Regions from separate parts of the Sus scrofa genome. Here regions 1 and 3 are each linked to region 2. Evidence: chromatin contacts called from public HiChIP or PLAC-seq data. All regions are on one chromosome and are shown on one strand. Each heading gives the region's core, a stretch centred on a gene start, on an enhancer-like site or on the middle of the called end of the contact. The rest is flanking DNA. Distances are from core to core; before and after follow the strand shown. Region 1 has its middle 84 kb from the start of PTDSS1. Region 2 has its middle 140 kb from the start of SDC2. Region 3 overlaps CPQ (carboxypeptidase Q).

What was found. HiChIP or PLAC-seq counts read pairs in DNA pulled down with a chosen protein or histone mark.
Region 1: a contact with region 2 is called in an H3K27ac HiChIP or PLAC-seq map of alveolar macrophages. The contact joins two enhancer-like sites. A contact is called at or near these places in 1 of 47 Hi-C or Micro-C datasets (embryonic fibroblasts) and 1 of 2 datasets of contacts at active chromatin or transcription factors (alveolar macrophages).
Region 3: an H3K27ac HiChIP or PLAC-seq map of alveolar macrophages shows a contact between it and region 2. The contact joins two enhancer-like sites. A contact is called at or near these places in 1 of 47 Hi-C or Micro-C datasets (embryonic fibroblasts) and 1 of 2 datasets of contacts at active chromatin or transcription factors (alveolar macrophages).

Annotation. Positions count from the first base shown.
Region 1 is chr4:40,290,144-40,294,024 of Sscrofa11.1, reverse strand. No RefSeq gene overlaps it. Among named protein-coding and RNA genes, the nearest start is that of PTDSS1, 84 kb to the left of the region's middle. Within about 2 kb of position 1,259, at least 22 of the 83 cell types and tissues checked have an H3K27ac peak or open chromatin away from gene starts, as enhancers often do. A contact at or near this core is called in alveolar macrophages, where this site is marked.
Region 2 is chr4:39,992,293-39,996,402 of Sscrofa11.1, reverse strand. No RefSeq gene overlaps it. Among named protein-coding and RNA genes, the nearest start is that of SDC2, 140 kb to the left of the region's middle. Within about 2 kb of position 2,437, at least 13 of the 83 cell types and tissues checked have an H3K27ac peak or open chromatin away from gene starts, as enhancers often do. A contact at or near this core is called in alveolar macrophages, where this site is marked.
Region 3 is chr4:39,659,552-39,663,664 of Sscrofa11.1, reverse strand. The region is part of intron 3 of CPQ (carboxypeptidase Q); the gene reads left to right. Among named protein-coding and RNA genes, the nearest start is that of CPQ, 190 kb to the left of the region's middle. Within about 2 kb of position 1,469, at least 1 of the 83 cell types and tissues checked has an H3K27ac peak or open chromatin away from gene starts, as enhancers often do. A contact at or near this core is called in alveolar macrophages, where this site is marked.

The DNA.
Region 1 (3,881 bases), core at 10-2,509, 300 kb before region 2:
ACCATGAGGTTGCAGGTTTGATCCCTGGCCTCACTCAGTGGGTGAAGGTCCAGCATCGCCCTGAGCTGTGGTATAGGTCACAGACGCAGCTTGAATCCTGTGTTGCTGTGGCTGTGGTGTAGGCTGGCAGCTAGTAGCTCTGATTAGACCCCTAGCCTGGGAACCTCCATATACCGCAGGTGCAGCCCTAAAAAGAAGAAGAAGAAGAAGAAGAAGGGGGGAAAAAAGAAAATAGAATTGGTCTGAGAGTTTTGCTATCACGACTGATGCAACCGGACCCCCAAGCTCCTTGGCCATTCTGGGCTCGTGCTTGGACCTCTTTGCCCTGGGAGTTAGTTTTGTTTGTTTGTTATTGGAATACTCTGAAAACATCATTGCCAAGGGTCTGCAAATTGTGGGTGCTAATGGCAGAAGGTATTCCCCATATGCCTGACCTCCTGACCCCCACAAATCTCCTCAGCTCCTCAGACACCAGTCTTCCTGTGTAGGGTGTGTCTGTCCCTTTTCTGGACGCTGAGTAAAGGGGACTCATGTGGACTTTACAACCATGGGAAATAAGATTTGTTTGCCTTTAAAAGTAAAAGAAGGTAAATCAGAGACCCAAAACCTAAAATATTGCATTCACATGTCTGAAGTATACACACAATAGCCTTAATTACAGCATCAAATTGCAGGCATGGTTTATGTAACCATCCATGCTGGAAAATCTGGACTGTAAACCTTACTGTTCCCACTCGCCTGACTCATCCGTCAGTCCATCTGCACACATCATGGGCTGATTAGGTATTTTACGGGTGCAACCTGGGAAAGGCACGCCAAGATCCCCACGTTTCAAAATGTTTAAAATCCTCTGCCTTCTCTCAGAGGGAATGAAAGCCAGGCCAGGAGTAGGCGGATGAGTTCACCAGGGCCCCTGCCGACAGATCTTCCAGACAAAGGCATTCGGGCGACTGGGGTGCTTCAAAAGACCTCTTGGAGAGGTGGTGTGTCTTGAGACACCCTCCCTCCCCTGAATCTTCCTGGATACCACTCAGCTGGGTTTGCTAGGGAGCCAGGTGCCAGAACAGCACTTCCAATTCTAGATAAGGGGCGTCGCTTAAGACCCCCTCCCCCGCTCCCCTTTGCATCCAGCCCCAAATGTATGTGTATTCTTCAATCCTGTGAGTTTGCCTGTTTTCCACGTTTCCCTGGCTCTGAGGCTCGAGTACTTCGCCCAAGAGCACATGGCCACTAGGGGGCGTCAGATCAACCCTGATGCTCTTCCTCCCACCCCAGGCTCCTTGATTTAATTCTTGCGCACACGTCTTCTGCCGGGTTCCTGGACCCGAGCCTCCACCTATTTCCACCCCCCCGCCTGGCTCTCAGGCAGCCTCTGCTGATGGAGGGTAAGGAGCCCCGGGGGGCTCCCCTCCCCCTGGTGCGCACTTAGCGGTGGTGCCCGCAGCGACTGCAGATGTTGATCTTCCCTGCGTTTTCTGCTGCTTCCGTGCTTGGTGGCGGGACTAACGGGTGTCTCGAGCTTCCTTGAAGCAGAGCCCCCCCTCTGTCTGTTTGGGTTCTTTTCCTGACGTTTCCTTGCCTTCTGCAAACTGTCGGAAGGCGATGCCCCCTGCCTGTAGCAGCTCCCTCAGCCCTCAGGAATCTGATTTACGATCTGGCGAGGCCGTAAACCTCTGCTCTTCACTTCTGAAAAGGACTGCAAAGTATGGGAAAGAATGTAAATTATAAATACTGAATTCCTACGGTCAGCAATCATGTAATGGCCTGCGTTGTTGTGTTTTGCGTTCTTTTTTTTAAATATGGTATCCATATGGCTTTAATTTCTAAGGGTCTGGGTTCCCCCACTGCCACCACCATATTTTTAGGGAGAACAGATAACAGTGAAATGTCCCACTGAGATCAGGTATTTTTCTTTCTTTCTTTTTTTTTTTTTTTTTTTTTTTTTGCTTTTTCTAGGGCCGCTTCCCGCGGCATATGGAGGTTCCCAGGCTAGGGGTCCAATTGGAGCTGTAGTTACCTCCTGACGCCAGAGCCACAGCAACACCAGACCCGAGCCACGTCTGTGACCTACACCACAGCTCACGGCAACGCCGAATCCTTAACCCACTGAGAGGCCAGGGACCGAACCCTCAACCTCATGGTTCCAAGTCGGATTCGTTAACCACTGCACCACGACGGGAACTCCTAGGTATTTTTCTAAAATGAGAAATAACATTTTCTGATGACTCACTGGCCAAAGACTGAAATGCCACACTCTTCACAAAGAGGGATGGGACTGGAGGTGACCGTTCTCTGCCTGCTGATCTGGTGGCCCAGCTCTAGACCAGCCCCTGGTGTGGTCAGCCTTACCCCCCTCCTCCCCCGCCCCAAACCCCGTTTTGACTTTCTCAGAGGTGGTTTTCCGGTAAGATTTTTTGAAATTCTCTTCCTGTCCCTCTTACGAGTCAAAGTCTGCTCACTCGGTGGGAACAGACTTCTCAGCGCGGCTGCAAGCGGTGAAGACAGCCGCAAAGTCATCCTCAAGACACAATGACCGCTGGGTTTGAATGTTCATTCCAGCTGCGGGTCGGCTCCCGGCTTAGATTTCACATGCGGGGCGGAAGGAGCTCCACGCTCTGCCGAGGCAGGAAGGGGCCGCTGGTCACCGCGTGAATTCCTGCCGCCCTTCCCGGACCACAGAATCCAGTTCCTGAGATCACAGTGCTGGTGTTCAGCATTTTTGCCCTCAAACCCAACCTCGTCCTGCTTCCAAATGATGGGTGAAAGCTGCAAAAACACCCGGCGTCTTGAAGTTCTCAAGCCACTGTTTTAACAGCCCCAGTCTGGCCGAGCATCTATTAAAGTGGATGGGATTGTGTTTCTCTTCGTGTGGTCAGGAAGTACGCCGACGGCAGAGCGTGGTGCGTGGGAATGTGATGCCGGAGATCACAGGCGTGTCCACCCACAGAAATATATAAGCTCACAAGCACCTCTTCACTCCCACCCTCACCTTCAGGTCTTCCTGCTGTTTTCTTTGGACCACATTTGATTCACAAAATGCCAGGCTCAGCTCCGACGTGGGACTAGCCAGACCACACAAGAGGGCGTGGAGGCCCTCAAAAATGTCTGAGGGGATGGGTACAACTGGGCCACAGGATATCCTCAGCCGCAGGTCCATTCCTGAAAATTATGCCTCTGCAGATGGTTCTGCCTCTGTACCGCTAAGTCATTGCAGCAGAGATAAGCCCAACAGCGATGGCCCTCAAAGATGTACGTGACACTTAAATATGTGATGCCCAGTACTTAATATAATCGATGGTTCGCTTTCTGTGTCAACTTGCCTGGGCTAAGGAGTGCCCAGACAGCTAGGAGAATATCATTTCTGGGTATGCCAGTGAGGGTGTCACCAGAAGAGACTGGCGTTTGAGTTGGTAGGTTGCCTTCAAGGATGTGGGTGACTCTCATCTGATCTGTTGAGGGGCTGAGGAGCACAAAAGTACAGAGGAAGGCTGAATTTTTTTTTTTTTTTTTTGCTTTTTAGGGCTGTACCTGTGGCATATGGAGGTTCCCAGACTAGGGATCAAAACGGAACTACAGCTGCCAGTCACAGCCACAGCCACGCAGGATCCAAGCTGCATCTGTGACCTACACCACAGCTCATGGCAATGCCAGATCCTTAACCCACTGAGTGAAGCCAGGGATCGAACCTTTGTCCTCATGGATACTAGTCGGGTTTATTAACCACCGAGCCACAGTGGGAACTGTTCTCTCTCTGCTCCATCTGAGACATCCTTCTTCTTCCCTTGGACATTGTTGCTCCAAGTTCTTGGGCTTGCAAACTCAGACTAGGACTTAACACCGCTCCCCCACCCCCCGCCGCCGTCCCCATACACACATACCAA
Region 2 (4,110 bases), core at 1,188-3,687:
GTGGGTGGAACTGGTGAGAAGTGGGGGATTCTTGAAGAGCCAAGGTGGCTGCCAAGTCTGGAAATCCAGGTGAATAAATGGCTTTCTGACAGTTTATTATAATATCTGATCACATAACATGATTTACGTTTCGGGAGTCTATGGTGCCACCCCATATTTTGAAGGTGTAGCCAACAGAAATTGCTCCATAACCCTGGGTGACACCCTTCTTTCAGATGGCTGCAAGGTCCAGAGTCTTCCCTTTCTTTTTTTGGTCTTTTTGCCATTTCTTGGGTTGCTCCTGTGGCATATGGAGGTTCCCAGGCTAGGGGTCGAATTGGAGCTGTAGCCACCGGCCTACACCACAGCCACAGCAACGCGGGATCCAAGCCGAATCTGCAACCTACACCACAGCTCACGGCAACGCCGGATCCTTAACCCCCTGAGCAAGGCCAGGGATCAAACCCGCAACCTCGTGGTTCCTAGTTGGATTCATCAACCACTGTGCCACAACGGGAATGCCCCAGAGTCTTCCCTTCTTAGGAAATCAGGAAGCACTGTCATGTTCCATGCCCCAATCCACCCCACTCCCTTCTCTTCACACCTTATAACCTTCGGCACATACCTTGTTCCAGCCTTGTGTTATATAAGGTATCTGCTTTTGCTTTCAGTTCTGTGTGTTGAGGACCTAGATTGGGTTCTATCCATTTGTTGCTTCCCACCCACCCTGAGAACCCAGCTGGTTCCTCGCATGGGATAGTGGACGCATGCGCATACAATCAGCTCTCTTAAGGGCTCTTAACTCCATTCCTCCCTGAAATGCAGTAAAACTCCATATGTCTGGGAAATTCAGCCAAACCAAACAAAACAATCGATATCATGTCAAAAATCAAAACAGAATTCAAGCAAGTAGGTGTTCACAGATATTTGTTAAAACCCTGGGCTTGAATGTCACCTACTTAAAACACAGAATGTGCTCTTGATGGGTTAATGGTTTTCGTGCAGATGCATTTTATCATTGTGTAGATAAATATTTAGCATTTATACAGGGAGCTGATTAGTGTTTTCTTCCTTTGTTCTTTCAATATTTCCCCATAATCACCATCTTGGATCCATGCCGTCCTGAGATCAAAAACTACCCTTTTTATGACCTGCTCTCCCATTTATGTGAAGGAGGCTGGGCTGTAAACATGATCTGAAAAAATTCTTATATGCCATCTTGATTGCTAACATCTGTTCATATTTCCATTCATAAATTTAAAATTCAGGCTTCTGCCGCCATCTGTTTTGTTGCAACAATCTAAAAAGAAGAAAAGCCCAAGGCAGATGTGCAGGTGGGAGACGGGCTTCTGCCTGGCTTGGCCAACTTTCCTGAGTTTTTGCTTTGCTTTCTTTACATGCCCAGCAGAGGAGGGCATGATTTTTCTTCCTTCAAGGGAGGGACTCTGTCTCTGTATTGCTATTTCCTCTCATCCTTTGGAGAAAGAATTAGAAAATGGCCCGAGTCTCCTATTTCTCCCCAGTCCTCTTCTTAGTTCATTTAATCATGTTAATCCTATCTTCTGGACAATTTGTAAGAACGTTGCTTATTTATTATAGCTTTTCAGAGCCCTGTCTCCTTTTCTCTTTCTCGCTGTCTGTCTCCCCTTACTCTCCCTACACACACACACACACACACACACACACACACACACACACACACAGCAAGTGAAGTGCCCATTTTATAAACAAGAAGACAGGCCCTGAAATCTTTCTATCAACATGCTTCAAGTCACCTGGCAATCTCAGCAGATGCTAGAGCCCCAAAGCCCATTGCTTGTCTAGATCGTAGGCAATTTTGCAGCTTGCTGGACCACTGGGCCTCTCACTGGGAATTTCTCTGAGGATGTCTTTGGCATGGTCAATGGATATGATTTGGCAGCTGCAGGACCCAGATGCCAAGCTAGGCAATGGCCCTTTTTGATTTTACTCTTGGCATTGTCATCTATGTCTAAGGGACGGCGCTGCTTCTAAAACTGCTTGGCTTTCTTCCAACGGTGCTGTTGCAGCAACTGTGAAATGCCTTCAAAAGCTGATATGATATTTTGGGAGCCTGCTGGGCTACAGTATTCTCTGAAATGCAACCTAGTCTGGGACTCACTTTTAGCTTGAAATAATTGTTTTCTAGTTTATCTTGAGAAATACATTCTCAGCAAACCACATGCAGAGACTGAGATTCTTTCACATCCTAAAGCCCCTGTCTGAAAACCTCAGCAGTAGGGTGCGAGGCTCCACCCAAACCAAACCCCAGTTTCTCAGTCCTGTACGTAAGCGGGTGGTTTGTGGGCTCAACTTGCTGGGTTCTAAGTATTCATTTTCATCCTGCTCTGACATTGCTTTTATATATAACTCATGACTGATCACACTGTGTGACTTGGAATGAATCATCGAGCCCTTCTGACAGCTTCTTGAAATGCCACGAGAGTAGACGGTGACAAAGACGTCCCTCCCTTGGGCTGGCCCATGTGTGGATTGTGGTGGTGATGTGTGCGAGTGTGAGGAAGGGCTAGGCTGGCACTGCTGACACACACATTCTCAACGGGCAAGTTACCCAGAATTCTGAATAGCCACTGTCACCCCATCAGAGGGGTCCCAAGCCACTGATTTCACGAGGCCCTCCCACACAGCCACTGGAAGCCTCAAGCGGGTTCTGCCTCTCCTGTTTGCTCACAGAATCCCTGGCCTGGCCTGGCCTTTCCCTGGACTTCTCAGGGCTCAAGATTGAGATGTACCTTCTCGTGTCAAAGTTTAAAAGGCTCTGGAGTGGAGATGGGGAATGTCTGGCTTTGGGGCCCCTCTTCCTATCTCTCCAGTCAAGGAAGACATGAATTGATCCCAGTACACTTTCCTGCTAAGGAAACCTCCGAACTCTCCAGACAACACTCCACGTTCTGTGCAGCCACAAGTTATCAATTGGAATTGGGTGGGGAGATGAAACCAAGAAGATGTACCATCTTCTGCTCAGAGGGACACCTGTCTTGAGGCCATAGTTGTTCTGATTCAGCCAAGTTGTTAAATACGTTTAGTCTATGTAAATAGGGTGGGCTAGGAGCCAAACCTGATTTGCGGTAACGTTTTGGTGGGAAATGCATTAGAACTTGACATATTAGCTTACACGTGAACTTTTGGAAAGCAACTGGTACAAATATGAACCCGCAACTCCTGTATTTTGGTTCTATGGTTGTAAGAGCAGCCACGTGGGTTGAGGTTAAGAGCTTGGACTATCGGAGTTCCCATCGTGGCTCAGTGGTTAGGGAACCTGACTGGCATCCATGAGGATACAGGTTCGATCCTTGGCCTCACTCAGAGGGTTAAGGATCCAGAGTTGCCATGAGCTGTGGTGTCGGTCACAGACACATCTCAGATCCTGAGTTGCTGTGGCTGTAGTGTAGGCTGGCAGCGACAGCTCTAATTCGACCCCTAGCCTGTGAACCTCCATATGCCATGGATGTGGCCCTAAAAAGACAAAAACACCAAAAAAAAAAAAAAAAAGAGCTTGGACTATCTAGTTCTAATCCTGTCCTTGCCTCTTACTGGCTGTGTGACTTTACACAACTTAACCTCTCTGTGGCTCAGTTCCTTCAAATGGAGAAGGTAATAGGATCACTTTCCTCTGAGGATTATTGTGATGATGAAAAATGCATTATTTGCAAAGCACTTAGAATAGCACCTGGCATACAGAAGGTACAATATAAGAGTCCATGAATTAAAATAAATGTGACTTTCTATTCTGCACTGGAGGGTTACATCTGGTTCCTTTATTCTTTTTATATAAAAAAAATACAAGATCACAAATTTTGTGGTTGTAGAAGTGAAGTGCTCTTGGTTTCTATTAATAATTTAGTTGACACTTTTTACAAATATCTTAACTCATTTAATACCCCCCCAGGAACCTTCTGAGACAGAGTGTTAGTCTCAATTGTACAGGCGAGATAACTGAAATGTTTCTATATAGCTTTAACATGAACTGTAGAGCCAGATACATCCTTAGATGTATCTGTATCCTCAGACACATGGGACAGAGGTGATCGTCCTATGTCAGGGGTAAAGTGATGCTCCTGGGACTTTGTCCAAACTTGTATATAATCAGCA
Region 3 (4,113 bases), core at 220-2,719, 330 kb after region 2:
ACTAGGTTTTACTGTATCAGCCACCCTTGCTAATGGTGATAACGAGGATCGTGTATTCTGTTAACGAAGCTAGTGGGAGGCTTGATTCAGTGCCTCGTTCAGATTCGTGTCTTTGTCCAGTTCTCCTGCACAGGCTCAAATGTTTCATAAAGCTTTACCTCCTGGCATGTTCCTTTTGTTTCCAGCCACCTCTCTTGAGCTCCACCCTCTTGCTCGCTTTCATACAGTTAGTCTGGCTTAGATTCTCCTATCTCCAGTGAAGTGAATTTTAAATTCTGAACTTTAAATTCTGTCTCCGTATAGGAACAGAGTGCCCAGCAATCATGGCTGGCTTCCTCATCTGGCGCCCTGCAGCCCTGGCTTCAGATCTACTCATTGCCTTGTGATTCTAATCCATTTCTAGTCCACAGGGATGTTTATCTGGTTTTTTGGAGCCAAATTACAACCTTTTGGTTCTCCCTGTTTATATTTCATCTCTAATTGCCACATGTTTGGAACAGAGGAGGCTCATGAAGATGTGAATTTGCTGTGCCATGTTAAAGTCTCATGATTTACTTTGAGATGTGATTTTATTTCTGGTCCTAATTTCTTACCTATAGCTCTCTATGGTTCTGACCTTCAAAGAGTTCAGAAGGTTAATCTTTTTTTAATGTGTTGGTTGTTTATACTCATCATTTGAGAGAAAGGGAGTTACATCATATTTAGTAGAGAATAAACATGCGGAGGTTCCTGGGTCAGAGACTGAACCCGAGCCAAAGCACCAACCCGAGCCACAGCAATGAAAACACCAAATCTTTAACCACTAGACCACCAGGGAACTCTGAGAGTAAATGTCTTTCATGGGTTTATGTGACTAAATTGTAAAAGTCAAAGGAATTAATTGGAAATTTGTTTTTATTGTGTTATGATCACAAAAATGAATATCTTAAGGAACTGAACTAGCTTGATTCTGAGTCAAGTTTTGTTACTAAATAAAAACAAATCAACTGTAGATTTGTTGATTCTCTACCATATTTCAAGTCTTGGGAGAACACATGTGAAGGAAGTAAATGCCACTAAGAGAGGTAGTTGTGGGGCCTCAAGGCCTCTTCAAGGAGATGAAATTCAAAGCCTCTGACCAAGCATTGTAATGTCCCTTCCCCAACCTTGGCAACCTGGCCTCCTCTTCTTGCCCCCTACTAGGAAAAGTATGTGGCCCACTCCTCAGTCCTCCCCTATAGGGGCAATGTACACCCCCAACTAACCAGCAAGTGGATAGGAAGAGCCTATCTTTTCCCAGCCAATCAGGAGGTCAGCAGATGTATCATAAGACCTCTCGTCTCTCCTGGGCTATAAAAACAGACAGGACCACATGCCCTGGGTCTGCTCTCCCTTCCCATCAGAAAGTCATCCTCCTGCACAAGCAGCATCTCTTAGCTCAAGAAACTCTTCTTTCTCTTCACCCTGCTTTGGGTGAAGAAATTCTTCTTCTGATTCATGTGCACAGACCACAACAATAGTGTGTTTCTCAGCCCAGGGATGGGGATGGAAGGCAGGCTTCTGTCCTCTCCCCATTAGAAGTACAATGAGTCAGGAATGGGAAACTTTAAAAAAATTTTTTTATCATACTTAATTTATAATGTTCTGCCAATTTCTGCTGTACAACAAAGTGACCTAACTATATATTTTATGTGTATACACACACACACACACACACACACACACACATTCTTTTTCTCACTATCCTCCATCATATTCTATCACAAGTGGCTTAGTTCCCTGTGCTATACAGCAGGATCTCATTTTTATCCACTCCAATTCAATATTTGGCGTTTATTAAGCCCAAACTCCCTGTCCATCCAACTCCCTCCCCCTCTCTCTCCCCCTTGGCAACCACAAGTCTGTTCTCAAAGTCTATGAGTTTGTTTCCTTTCTGAAGATAAGTTCATTTGTGCCATGTATTAGATTCCAGATATGTGATATTATATGGTATATTTCTTTCTCTTTCTGACTTACTTCACTTAGTATGAGAGTCTCTGGTTCCATCCATGTTGCTGCAAATGGCATTTTGTTTTTTATGGCTAAGTAGTATTCCATTGTGTATATATACCACATCTTCTTAATCCATTCATCCATTGATGGACATTTAGGTTGTTTCCATGTCTTGGCTACTGTGAATAGTGCTGCTAGAACATAGGGGTGCATGTATCTTTTTCAGTGAAAGTTTTATCTGGGTATATGCCCAGGAGTGGGATTGCTGGATCATATGGTAGTTCTATATTTAGTTTTCTGAGGTACCTCCATACTGTGTTCCACACTAGTTGTACCAATTTACATTCCCACCAGCAGTCATGGAGCGTACCCTTTTCTCCACACCCTCTCCAGCACTTTTTATTTGTTGATTTGTTAATGATGGCCATTTTGACCTGTGTGAGGTGGTACCTCATAGTAGTTTTGATTTGCATTTCTCTAATAATTAGTGATGTTGAGCATTTTTTCATGTGTCATGTGTCTGTTGGCCATCAGTATGCCTTCTTTGGAGAAATGTCTATTCAGGTCTTTTGCCCATTTTTCAATTGGGTTGTTGGTTTTTTTTGTTGTTGAGTTGTGTAAGTTGTTTGTATATTTCAGAGATTAAGCCCTTGTCTGTGCATCATTTGAAAGTATTTTATCTCATACCGTAGGTTGTCTTTTTGTGTTTTTTTATGGTTTCCTTTGCTGTGCAAAAGTGTGTAAGTTTGAGTAGGTCCCATTTGTTTATTTTTGTTTTTATTTCTGTTGCCTTGGGAGATTGACCTAAGGAAGCATTTGTATGGGGGATGATGTCAGAGAATGTTTTGTCTATGTTCTCCTCTAGGAGTTTTATGGTGTCTTGTCTTATGTTTAAGTCTTTAAGCCATATTGAGTTTATTTTTGTGTATGGTGTGAGGGTGTGTTTTATTTTCACTGATTTACATGCAGCTGTCCAGTTTTGCCTGCACCACTTGCTGAAGAGAGTATCTTTTTCCCATTTTATATTCTTGCCTTCTTTGTTGAAGCTTAATTGGCCATAGGTGTCTGGATTTATTTCTAGGTTCTCTGTTCTGTTCCATTGGTCTGTATGTCTGTTTTGGTACCAGTACCAGTAGTCTTGATGACTGTAACTTTATAATATTATCCAAAGTCAGGGAGAATTATGCTTCCTACATTTTTCCTCCTCAGGATTATTTTGGCAATTCTGGGTCTTTTATGGTTCCATATAGATTTTTGGATTTTTTGTTCCAGTTCTGTGAAAAAAGTCATGGGTAATTTGATAGGGATTGCATTGACTCTGTAGATTGCTTTGGGTAGTATGGCCATTTTAACTATATTCATCCAATCCAGGAGCATGGAATATCTTTCCATTTCTTTGAATCCTCTTTAGTTTCCTTGATTAGTGTTTTATAGTTCTTAGCATATAAGTCTTTCACATCCTTAGTCAGGTTTATTCCTGGGTATTCAATTTTTGGGGGGTGCAATTTTAGAAGGCATTATATTGTTATATTCTTTTTCCAATATTTCATTTTTAGTAACAAAAATGCAACTGATTTCTGAATGTTAATCTTGTATCCTGCTACTTTGTTGAACTGATTGATCAGTTCAAGTAGTTTTTGTGTGAAGTTAGGGTTTTTTATATATAGTGTCATATCTGCATAGAGTGACAATTTTACCTCTTCTCTTCCAATTTGTATACCTTTTTTTTTTCTTTTGTCTGTCTGATTGCTGTGGCTAGGACTTCCAATACTAGGTCGAATAAGTGGTGGGAGTGGGCATCCTTGTCTTATTCCAGACCTTAGCAGGAAGGATTTTAGCGTTTCTCCATTGAGTATTATATTTGCTGTGAGTTTATCATAAATGGCTTTTATTATATTAAGGTGTGCTCCCTCTATACCCACTTTGAGTTTTTATCATGAATGATGTTGGACTTTGTCAAATGTTTTTCTGCATCTTTTGAGATGATCATGTGGTTTTTGACTTTTCTTTTGTTAATGTGGTATATGATGTTGATAAATTTGCATATGTTGAACCATCCTTGTGAACTTGGGATGAATCCCACTTGGTCATGGTCTGTGATCTTTTTTATATGTTGTTGGATTCGGTTGGCTGAAATTTTGT